Regions from separate parts of the Sus scrofa genome. Here region 1 is linked to region 2. Evidence: chromatin contacts called from public HiChIP or PLAC-seq data. All regions are on one chromosome and are shown on one strand. The core of a region is the stretch at or near the end of the contact, and the rest is flanking DNA. Distances in the headings are between cores, read along the strand shown.

What was found. HiChIP or PLAC-seq counts read pairs in DNA pulled down with a chosen protein or histone mark.
Region 1: a contact with region 2 is called in an H3K27ac HiChIP or PLAC-seq map of alveolar macrophages. The contact joins the promoter of PCM1 here to the enhancer-like site in region 2. A contact is called at or near these places in 9 of 47 Hi-C or Micro-C datasets (alveolar macrophages, embryonic fibroblasts, heart right ventricle and 5 more) and 2 of 2 datasets of contacts at active chromatin or transcription factors (alveolar macrophages and skeletal muscle).

The regions. Positions count from the first base shown.
Region 1 is chr17:5,594,136-5,599,472 of Sscrofa11.1, forward strand. PCM1 (pericentriolar material 1 protein) reads left to right here and starts at 2,864. Exons shown (of 41, transcript XM_021077917.1): 1 at 2,864-3,201. It overlaps FGL1 (fibrinogen-like protein 1), which reads right to left and starts at 2,299. Exons shown (of 8, transcript XM_021077952.1): 1 at 2,228-2,299.
Region 2 is chr17:5,053,623-5,058,940 of Sscrofa11.1, forward strand. It overlaps MTMR7 (myotubularin-related protein 7), which reads right to left. Exons shown (of 15, transcript XM_003134197.6): 6 at 2,876-3,004. Among named protein-coding and RNA genes, the nearest start is that of MTMR7, 66 kb to the right of the region's middle. Within about 2 kb of position 2,934, at least 5 of the 83 cell types and tissues checked have an H3K27ac peak or open chromatin away from gene starts, as enhancers often do. A contact at or near this core is called in alveolar macrophages, where this site is marked.

The sequences.
Region 1 (5,337 bases), core at 1,614-4,113, 540 kb after region 2:
TTAATGACATATTTCTACATATTTAAAAATGATACATAGTATGTAGTATGTAAGAAGTAAATATATGCATAAAACAAAATGGTGATGAAGGTGATGATTACAGCTAATATTTTGAGACCTTATCATATGCTAATACTTTTTCCCGTGTTTTTTTTTTTTGTTTTTTTTTTCGCTTTTTAGGGCCATATCCAAGGAACATGGAGGTTACCAGGCTAGGGGTCAAATCGAAACTTGCAGCTGCCAGCCTACCTATACCAGAGCCACAGCAATGCCAGATCCGAGCTACATCCGCAACCAGGTAGCTCACAGCAACGTCTGATCCTTAAACCACTGAGTGAGGCCAGGGATCGAAGCCGCAATCTCATGGTTCCTAGTTGGATTTGTTTCCACTGAGCCAGGACGGGAACTCCTCCCGTGCATTTTCTTAATCAAAAAATCCCTCCAAGGAGTCAGTAGACCTCAGTTTAGACCTGGCCTCTTTCACTAGGAGCTGTCAGAACTTTGGTGATTTATTTAATCTATCATTGGTAAAATGAACTGATGCAGAACCAATCTCTTCAGGATAGTTGTGAGAATTAAGAAAGTCACAATAGGAGTTCCCATCGTGGCGCAGTGGTTAACGAATCCGACTAGGAACCATGAGGTTGCGGGTTCGATCCCTGCCCTTGCTCAGTGGGTTAACGATCCGGTGTTGCCGTGAGCTGTGGTGTAGGTCGCAGACGCGGCTCGGATCCCGCGTTGCTGTGGCTCTGGCGTAGACTGGCCCCTAGCCTAGGAACCTCCATATGCCGAGGGAGAGGCCCAAGAAATGGCAAAAAGACAAAAAAATAAATAAATAAAAAATTAAGGGCAAAAGTAAACCATTAAAAAAAAATAAAAAGAAAATCACAATAGATGAAATGCTTAGTACAAAATAAACACTATTTTTAAAAAAATCCTTCCAAGGTAAGAATATTATTAGTTTCTCCTCATTTCATAGATGAGGCAAATTGAAGCTCAGAAAGGTTAAGTAACTTATCCAAGATCTTAGAGCACGGTGGAATTACAATGAGGCCTAAGGCACGGTGGACTACAGTAAATACAATCCATTAGCTGCTCTGTGCTCTGAGTTTTCTTACAAAACAGAATTGATTTATATCATATCCTATTTCTTCATCATTCACTAAAATATTTGCTTTTAAAGGGCATGGACTATGCTTTTGTTACCTAAGTAATTAGCACTATTAGACATACAGAAAGTATTTTAAAATGTACCTCAGGGAGTTCCCTAGTAGTCTAGTGGTTAGGACTTAGTGCTTTCACCACTATGGCATGGATTCAGTCCTTGGTCTGGGAACTGAGATCCCATGTCAAGCCACTACACACTCTGGCCAAAAAAAAGTATGACAAATAAACAGTGTCAAAGATCACTGTACTGGAATGGAACCTGGATTCAGCTGCAAATTACAGCAGCAGGAAGGGTTTTATCTGAATTATGTACTGAGATGCAGTTCTATTAACTGCTTTTGTGAAAAAATTTCTATTGGTAACAGAACAATTTGCTGTTGGAACCCAGATGCCATTCTTCATTCTTCCTATTCTTATTTTGCGTAAAACAAAATTATCCCACAATTACAAACGGTCTTAAAAAAACAATGTCCTTGCATGCAAGAAAAATTGACTAGCATTTCAAAATTTTCAGATAGCCACACAGGCGTTGTCACTTGACCATATTTTTGGGGTTTGTAATGAAGTAGGACCCTGTGGGGCCTTGGGGGCACGTCTTTCCCCCCATATCCTCTGCTTTAGCTCCTCTCTGAAGTACCTAGATAACAGTATCTGATGCACATTTTCAGAGTTGTTTTACAGATGTGAAAACCTCCCACAAAACGCACGATGTTAACTACTTGATGACAATGAGCCCATGGCCCTCTAGCCTCCTGGAGCCTAAGGATTGATGTCAACCCGGAAGACACCACGCTGTTACTTCACCTTCAACCAGAGAGCTGTGCAGGAGCTGAACACACACCCTGCAACTCCCTTCCCTTACCTGGCTTTTAAAAATGCTTTGCCAAAACTCTTTACAGAGTTCCATGTTTTAGCAGCACGAGCCACCCTTCTCTTTGCATGGCCCTAAAATTAACTTTTCTCTGCTCCAAAATGATTTCTCTGTTTGACTTCACTATGCTTCCCGCGAACAAATTTGCATTCCCTAGCATTTTAAGGGAGAATGTGTAAATAAACTAACCTTAAAAGTGTCGCTGCTGAGAGAAGAATAAAAAAAGAATTCAAAGACCATAGTCTTAGAGAAAACTTCTGGATACTAAATTTTGATGAAGGTCAGCTGGTTCTTCAAAGGAAAAAGTAGGGCATTAATCCAAGGCGGTGTTAATTATTAACATGTGTGACTCTATCCTTGACCAGCTGTATGATGTTCCTCCAATTAACTCATGGGATTTTCCTCACGTGTAAACTTAGGACCAGATTGCACGGGCGCTTTTGTTTTCAACCTTCCTGTGAGGAAGCTCTTGGTGGACAGGGAACAGGAGAGCGATGCCCAGCTTTAGTCTTTAGTCTTTCCTTTCCAGCAAGCACAACCCGGAGCTGGAAGCCCCACGGAAACCACTACGCGCCTCCGCGCATTTCCCAGCTGCCTGAGGCGGAAGTCAACCCACTTCCGTCAGGGCCTCCAGCCCCTGGCAGGGCGATCGGCGCCCGAAGCGCACAGCATGTTGGGACTTGTAGTCATTTCTTTCGGGCGGCTGAGCGGGCGCGTATAACCTCAGGTTGACCTGGCATTCTGGGATATGTAGTCTCCAGTGGCTCGTTTGTGCAATAGGCACCGCTGCCAGAGGTGACACCATAGACTCCAGCGGATCACATGACTCCAGTCTAGAGCGTGGATCACACTGTAGCTCCCGCCCGGGCGAGTTTCGCCCCCGCGCGGCCGTTGCCGCGGAGACGGCGCATGTCTCCCCTCCCGTTGCCCCTCTGCAGTCCCCCCGCCCCTCTTCTCCCACCACAATGAGATCCTAAGATGGCGGTGGCTGCGGCGGTTGGCGCCGAGTAGCTGAAGTAGAAGAGGCGGCCATTGGGCCCTGAGCAGCCAGGGAACTTGGGGACTCTCCCTGGCTCGGACTCGAAGGGAAGACCGCTGCCGGTGGCGGGGCGTGGGAGCGACCGCTCCTCCGCTCTTGGCAGGAGCTTGTGCTTCGTTTACAGGTAATGCCTGCGCGTCCTCAGCCCTTGGCAACCGAGGGTAGCGCGGCTCTGGGCGGGAGAGCGACGGCCCTGACACGCTTGACCCTGGAGGGCCTGGGTCTGGGCTCCTGGGTCCTCTTGCTTCCAGTCTGCTGGGCAGGCAGCCCGCCCCTACTCCGGACGGACCGACGCAATCTCGGGGTACGCTTCTGGAGACGCAGTGGCGTTTTCGGAACTCCCTTCTAGCCTCCCCGCCCCTCTCTCTTTCTTGCCCGCGGAGGAGGCCGCCCTGCGCCTCGGGAGTTCCAGGAATGTCCGTTGCGAGGGGAGGAAACGGAGTAGGGGGCTGCGGTTTGATTGCCAGGGGCGGGGAGTCTAGTTTTTCATAGCCAGGGGCCTTCATCACTGCGCTTCTGCTCTCCCCTCTTCCCCCTAGATTCCATTCTGTGGGGCTCTGGATGTCCAGAATTTGGGGTGGCGAAGGGCGGATGAGGAGCGACGCGATTTGGGGGTTGGGCTGTGAGCAGCGGCGTTTTTGCTGTCTCGGGTGTTCTTGGAGCGGAAGGGCCGGGGGAGGCGTTCCTGAGTTTGGCCAAGAGGGGTTTTATGCTGGCGACGGGAATGTTAAATTTCCTAGCTCTTCCCTCCCCCCGCCATCCCTGACTGCAGGTCAGTTCGGATCGGCCCAGAGAGGGGAAAACTAAATGCCAAGTGGGATTTGGGGAACGTTGCTAGCTTTGCAGAAACTGACGTTTGGGAATTAGGTGGAAAGTCCTGCTTGGGAGGTGGACCGGCCGAATTTTTAATCCCGCCGCCCGCGCCTCAATTTCGTCACGATCGCCATGTCTGGATTTTTTTTTTTTTTTTTTTGGACCGATTCGAGGTCTGTCTGTGTCTTGGGTTCTGTGGGTGACGGATCGTGTTTTGGCGTCAGAAGAAGCGGGCTTTCTGAGTGCCCCTTCCACCCCCGCCCCATAACTACCTTCCAGACTCCGCCTTCTGGTATTCTCTGGTTACTGGAGTGGGTGTTGTAAAGCTTCGGGTGCACCTGCTCCTCTCTTTCCCTTTCACCTTCCCAGTGAGGGCCACTGGAAACCATTGTAATTCTTAGTTTTTGAAACTAAGAAAGTAAACCTTGAAAAGTAAACCTTGTGTTTATGTAGCGTCGAGGGTTTTGTTTTTGTTTTGTTTTAATAAAGTAGCTAGCTAGCTTTATGAAAAAAATAAAATTTTTTCAATAACGAGTATGCAAAGTTCTGCAGTAGTTTTGAGTGACAGGGAGTTAATGACTTGATCAATCCGAAGAATAAAGCTTTGGCATGGATCTTTACATGATAATTGCATTAGTAGATATTAAGATATCACATTGTTATTTGGTAGAATCTTACACGTTTGGAGGATTTAAACATTTATGTATACCACATTGTATTCCTAAAGGATTAAAGTAAGTTGAGTTTAAAATATTAATAAATTTTTCCTTTCCTGTCGATTTTCTAGACATACTTTAGGCTATAAATATAGTGTTTGTTATTCTGTGCTTCATAGTGTAAGTATAGAATTTACTGAAGTGTTTGTTTTTTTAAATCATAAGCCGACAGCAGCTTTGCAGCCTGAAGTAGGAAAGCAAAAACTAGTTTCTAAACAGGTAATTTGACATCATTATATATGTTGTTGGTCTTCCTATTATAGTAGAGGACTTTATGATGGAGGCTGCTATCAAAATACCAGTGCATGGTTGAGGGCTCTCTCTATGTAGTAAACAGTCCAGGTTTGCTGCCCTGTTTCTCCTGCTTTTTAAAAAGCCTGCCAATTTGGTATGCTTTCCTACTTTTGTTAGAAAAAAGCCATATTATTCCTAATTATTAAATACTAGAATAGTTTATGCAGTACCATTCAAAATGTCTTTGTCTTCACAGAATTTCTTCAGCCCATTGAATTTAACTGTGTCCTATAACAACTATTTGGATAGCTTCTTGTTCCAGAGTCATTTAATCTTAAGTCATCCTCTACAACTTTTCTATTAATTGGCTTTTTTTTTTTTTAATTCACAAACTCCTCTACTTTTTGAGCTTATTATGTATACTTTTGACTGGAGTTTTTGTTTTTGTTTTGTTTTTTAGCCATCTAAAATTATTTTAAACATTAGTTTTTATGCAT
Region 2 (5,318 bases), core at 1,684-4,183:
AAACTTTTTGTGCAAAGTTCTTTTTATGGATTTAGATTTTTTTTCCCCCTCAGCTTTTCAAAGTATCAAAACCATCACTTTTATTGGGCAAAACACACCTGTCACAATGTGGTGCTACCTTATAGAAGCCAAAGAATGTATGAGCCCAGGGCCATGTACTATCAGATTCCTTCTGCAAATGGTTCTATGAACTCTGATAGAGCATTTGGGTTTAGATTTTAATATTTGAATTGAAGTCAGATCACCAATACAATGTGGAAATGACTCTTTCAAAGACTACACCGGATCCGGGCGGGCCAGGCAGGGAAACCCCTCCTGGAATAGTCATGACCCAGCCTGTTCAGAGCACCTGCACTGCAGGGCTCTATCCTGGAAGCCACCCCAGCTCCGAGTCCAAGCACAGCTTAAGTGTCCTGCAAGCCCATCCCAGGACAACATAGCCAGGGTTTGGGTTTCTCTAGGAAAAGGTGAGCATTGGTGCTCCTCGCTGGAGAAGGGGGACGTGTTTCCCACTAACTACGTGATCCTCCAGCTAAGAACCTGCTGGCAGGACTGAGAACTGCAGACCCGTAACCCAGCAACTGTCTGATGGTTCCAGTACATTCCGTAACAGAGAGGGGCAATTAGAGGGGCTCAAGGACTCTGGGACTGCAGCCAGAGTTCAGGAGGGTGGTGCCCAGGGAGTGGGAAGCAAAGCCAAGAAACAACCGAGTGGCTCGAGGCTTGTTGAATTCTTGAGTTGTTGGCAGCAAAAGTCCAGCAGCAGCATGGAGATGTGACCACGGATAGGAGGCCAGCCAGAGAGGGAGGGCAGAGCAAGGTGCAGTGATGGCCGGGACTAGAGCAGGGTTTGGGGCAAAAGGCAAGCAGCACTCGACAGACAGAAAGCAAATCGTCACAGATGGCTCTCACTGTGCTTCATCTGGGCTTCTTGTGACTTCTGGCCTTTAGAGGGGTTGGGTCAGCCACCTGCTCTGACAGGAGCAGAGAAAAATGCTGACTGCCTTTATCTGGGCTAAAGAAATACTAATTAAGGACAGCTATCGCCAGGCCATTTCTTAGATTCCTTCAGAAAGCTAGGTGAGGAAGAGAATGTTTTTTATTTTTTGCTTTTTACGGCTGCACCCACGGGATGTGGAAGTTCCCAGGCTAGGGGGCAAATTAGAGTTGCAGCTGCTGGCCTATACCACAGCCATCACAATGCCAGATCCTTAACCCACTGAGTGAGGCCAGGGATCAAACCCGCATCCTCATGGATACTAGTCAGATTCTTAACCTCCTGAGCCACAACGGGAACTCCCAGAAGAGAACATATTTAAGTGGTGAGATTTGTCTGAGAAAGCACACAGCACACCTAAACTCACTCAAGTGGTGGGTCTCCAATTAGGAAACGAGACCAGTTTGTTTCATTTCCTAATGAGACAAACCATTACTAATCACCTTCAGTCTGAGAGCAGTTTTAAGGGGAGGATTAGGTCAGAACAGAGTTTCATATACACTATGAAATGTAATTGATCAATCAAACAGTATAGATTAAACAGACTGCATTTAATATTTTAGTAATTACATGTTCTTAATAATCTATAGACAGGCTCCAAACAGACTGCATCACTGACTCTGTGACTATCAGCAGAGCTGCCCACTTTGCAGAGAGGGTCAGTAGTCTCCAGTGCTCTTGCCTACCCTACCCACACCCCAGATAGTCAGACTGTGGAAAGGACCTCCCCACTGCCTGGCAGCATCTCTTACAGATGTCAGCCACTTGAGAGCGGAGGTCAAACACCTCAACAGTAAACTGGCATGAGAGCCTCATGTAAAGGGCTACTAGTAATTAAAATAGCCAGTATTTTTTGAATGCTTACTATGTGGTGGGCACTATTATAAGAACTCTGTGTTTTTTATTTAATCTTCCCAATTAAGACATACAGTAAGATTTATCATTTGCTCCATTTTATGACAGAGGAGACCATCAAGCACAGAGAGGTAAAGTAACTTGCCTAACGTCACATAGCTAGTAACTGGAGAAGCCAAGAATGGAATGCAGGCAAAATATTTCCTGATTCAAAATTTTGGATTCAATGCCAAATGAGGCTATATTATCTAACCTGAAAAACAAACTTTTTTTGCCTGGGTGAAGTCAAATGACTTCTAAAGCAGAGAGAAAATAAAGTTCTATTCTGTTGATGCCATTGTTACATAGGGTCTCTTTTAATTGCAGACAAATTGTAAACCTATGTAACCCAAGGAACTATTTTTTAAGCTGATGATATTTTTTTAAAAATGCCTTTAAAAAAAAGAATGTGCCGGGGCTTTGGGGGACTTTTCTAAACTGGGCAGTCCAAAGGTTCTCCAACGCAGAGCCTCCCAAGGTGATCAGTTAAAAAGGCTGGTGTGTTATGGAGTTCCCATCATAGCTCAGTGGAAATGAATCTGACTAGCATCCATGAGGAGGAAGGTTCGATCCCTGGCCTCGACCAGTGGGTTAAGGATCTGGCGCTGCCATGAGCTGTGGTGTAGATCAAAGATGCGACTCAGATCTAGTGTTGCTGTGGCTGTGATGTAGGCTGGCAGCTGTAGCTCTGATTCGATCCTTAGCCTGGAAACCTCTACATGCTGCAGGTGTGGCCCCAAAAAAAGGCAAAAAAAAAAAAAAAAGTCTACGTGTGTTCTGACTCCATTCCACTCCTTTAGTGTCAAACATGGCAACTCAACTTCTACATGACGTTAGGTTTGAGCACAGTGGTATTCTGTCGTGTCACACACACTTCAGAAAGCATTCAAGCCCACAGGCACAGCAGAAGGCCCCTGGAAAATGCCTGTTTATAATAAAATAAGAAAAGCAAAGCATGAAACAAAAGCATGCCTTGAGACTTACGTGGTTATCTCTATAGTAGTAAGAAAGGGCAGGAAACCGCCGTCTGCTCCGGAATTTGGAACTCCCCACTATGATGTGTGCCGTGGCTGACTTGGGAACATACAGTTCGGTAGGGTAAGAATCACAAACCTGTCGTGGAAAACACAGTGGGGGTTTTAGGCAATCCAGTCATGCTTTCGCACACTGCCACCAGAAATTCCATGTCACTGAGCTTATAGGCTGCATATTTAAGTTTTCTTATCCAAGTTACAGAGACGCTATTTTGAGGAAACTAAAAGCCACTTCAGAGAAATGAAATGCTGGTTCTATGAAAACATGGGGAAGCAAAGCAAGACACTCTTTCACATCCTGCCCTCGTGCACGGCCCTTCTCTCCAAGGGCTCTTCGTGGGAGGCAAGATAGTGACAAACAAGCATTTCTTTCATCCAAAAGGGACAAATTGAAATTCTGCCTCCTGGCAGCTGGGAAAACTTTAGCTGTCTGCTTTGGCTGAAAGATGGCCTGAGACTAGCCGACAACGTCCTAAAATGCCAGCATCCGTGGTGACCTTCTTAGGGCACCCTCCTATCCTTGGTACACCCTACATGTACTCCCATCTGAGCGGCAGGTGGAGCCCATGCCCTCTCAGACCCCTCCCTCCATCCTCCCAAAGCTCACCCACTCTACGGGTCAACATAATTCCTCTCACGTGAGCTCCCAACATTCCACCCATTACTACAATTATAACAGCTTCTGGTTTCTTATTTTTCTTTTTTTTGTTGGGAGGTGGGGGAGGGCACAGCAGCACATGTAAGTTCCCAGGCTACGGGCTGAATCAGAGATGCAGCTGCCACCCTATGATACAGCCACAGCAACGCAGGATCCGAGCTGCATCTGTGACCTACACCACAGCTCACGGCAACACTGGATCCTTAATCCACTGAGCAAGGCCAGAGATCGAACTTTCATTCTCGTGGATACTAGTCGGGTTTGTTACCACTGAGCCACAGTAGGAACTCTGGCTTCTGGTTTCTTATGTGCCAACTTTATAAGTGGTAAGAAGTGATTCACGCATTTCGTGCACCTCTAGGAACAATTCCCACAGTGGAAGCCCTGGTGCCTTGGAACAATCTCTGGATTGTGTCAGAAATAGTGGTTTAAAACATGGCTCTGATTTGCCAACTTCACTACCCTTGGAAGTCAAACCACGGAGCACGTGCTACTCTTAAAAACTGATACAGAACAGAAATGATGTTCCATGGGGCTGATATAAGGATCAGATCAGGTAACACCCATGACAAAACTCTTCCTAAACCATTAAGTCTGACAGAAATGGGAGTGGTGACAACAGAAATAGCAGTTGACCTGTTGCTGGACACACATTTTGCTTCAATGGTAGCCAATCCATCTTTTTGCAACATGAGGACCATTTAGATGGCAGTTCCAGAACTTTATTTCCTAGAAGTTAAGCACCTTCTGGAGCATCTAAGAGGATCCTCACGCAGGTGCAGCACAGGGGAAATGCTGCCTCTGCATGTCCGCTCACAGCCCTGCCGTCCCAACCACTCCAAACAATGGGGGTGAAGAGAATGAAAACCCACTGCGAAGCTCACATCAATTGTTCTGTGATGACACCCTCCCTCGCCTGCCCTCCTGCCTTCACCAGTTCCCAGACTGCTGAACCACACAGCAGGAGACAGAAGGGCCACAGAAGTGACATTCTCAGACCCTAAGTGTGATTTCAGCATCTCCCAAAGTCATTTCGGCAAAGATCACCAAAGCTGTCAATGTGGGCTCTGGCACCAAGACTCTGGAGGAAAATCCCGGGACCAAGAACAGATGACCCAAGCCACTTGGAACCTGTTTCCTGGAACGAATGCCACAGACACTCCCCTTCCTTCCCCTGCAAATCTGGCGTCCGGACCTCTGTGAAGTCAGTCAGTTAGACCCTTACTACACAGACCACACCTGCGCGTCTGAGTTCAAGAGACATGTAGTCACTGCACCAGCCTTAGGACATTTTCCTAAAATTACAGTTTGAAAAAGGAAATCAGTAGGTTTTCAGTAAGTTGGGCATTCCCTACTTACTTCGTGATGACAGCACTAACGAACTGCCAAGTTATTTATGATTATGCAAAATAAGAATAATAAAGTCATGGATGAGATTCCTAGATGTTTATCACGTGGGGCCTTGGCTTTTGGGAATAGCACAGAGGTGAGCAGGAAGTGCTGGAGCTCCCCCCGGGTCCATTTATGGCCTCCCCAGGCCTGAGCCGGCTTGGCTCAGGTCACAGCCCCACGTGCACCACTACTGATAAGGGAACGATAACAGAATGGCAACACCAGAGACCACTCTCCTCCACGCTTGCGGCTCCAACCTACCCGAGACCTAAATGAGGTTGGTCCGCTCAGGGTCCCTGCTCTTCTTGAGGACAGCAGGGAAGACCTCCTGCCCTCTGGGGTC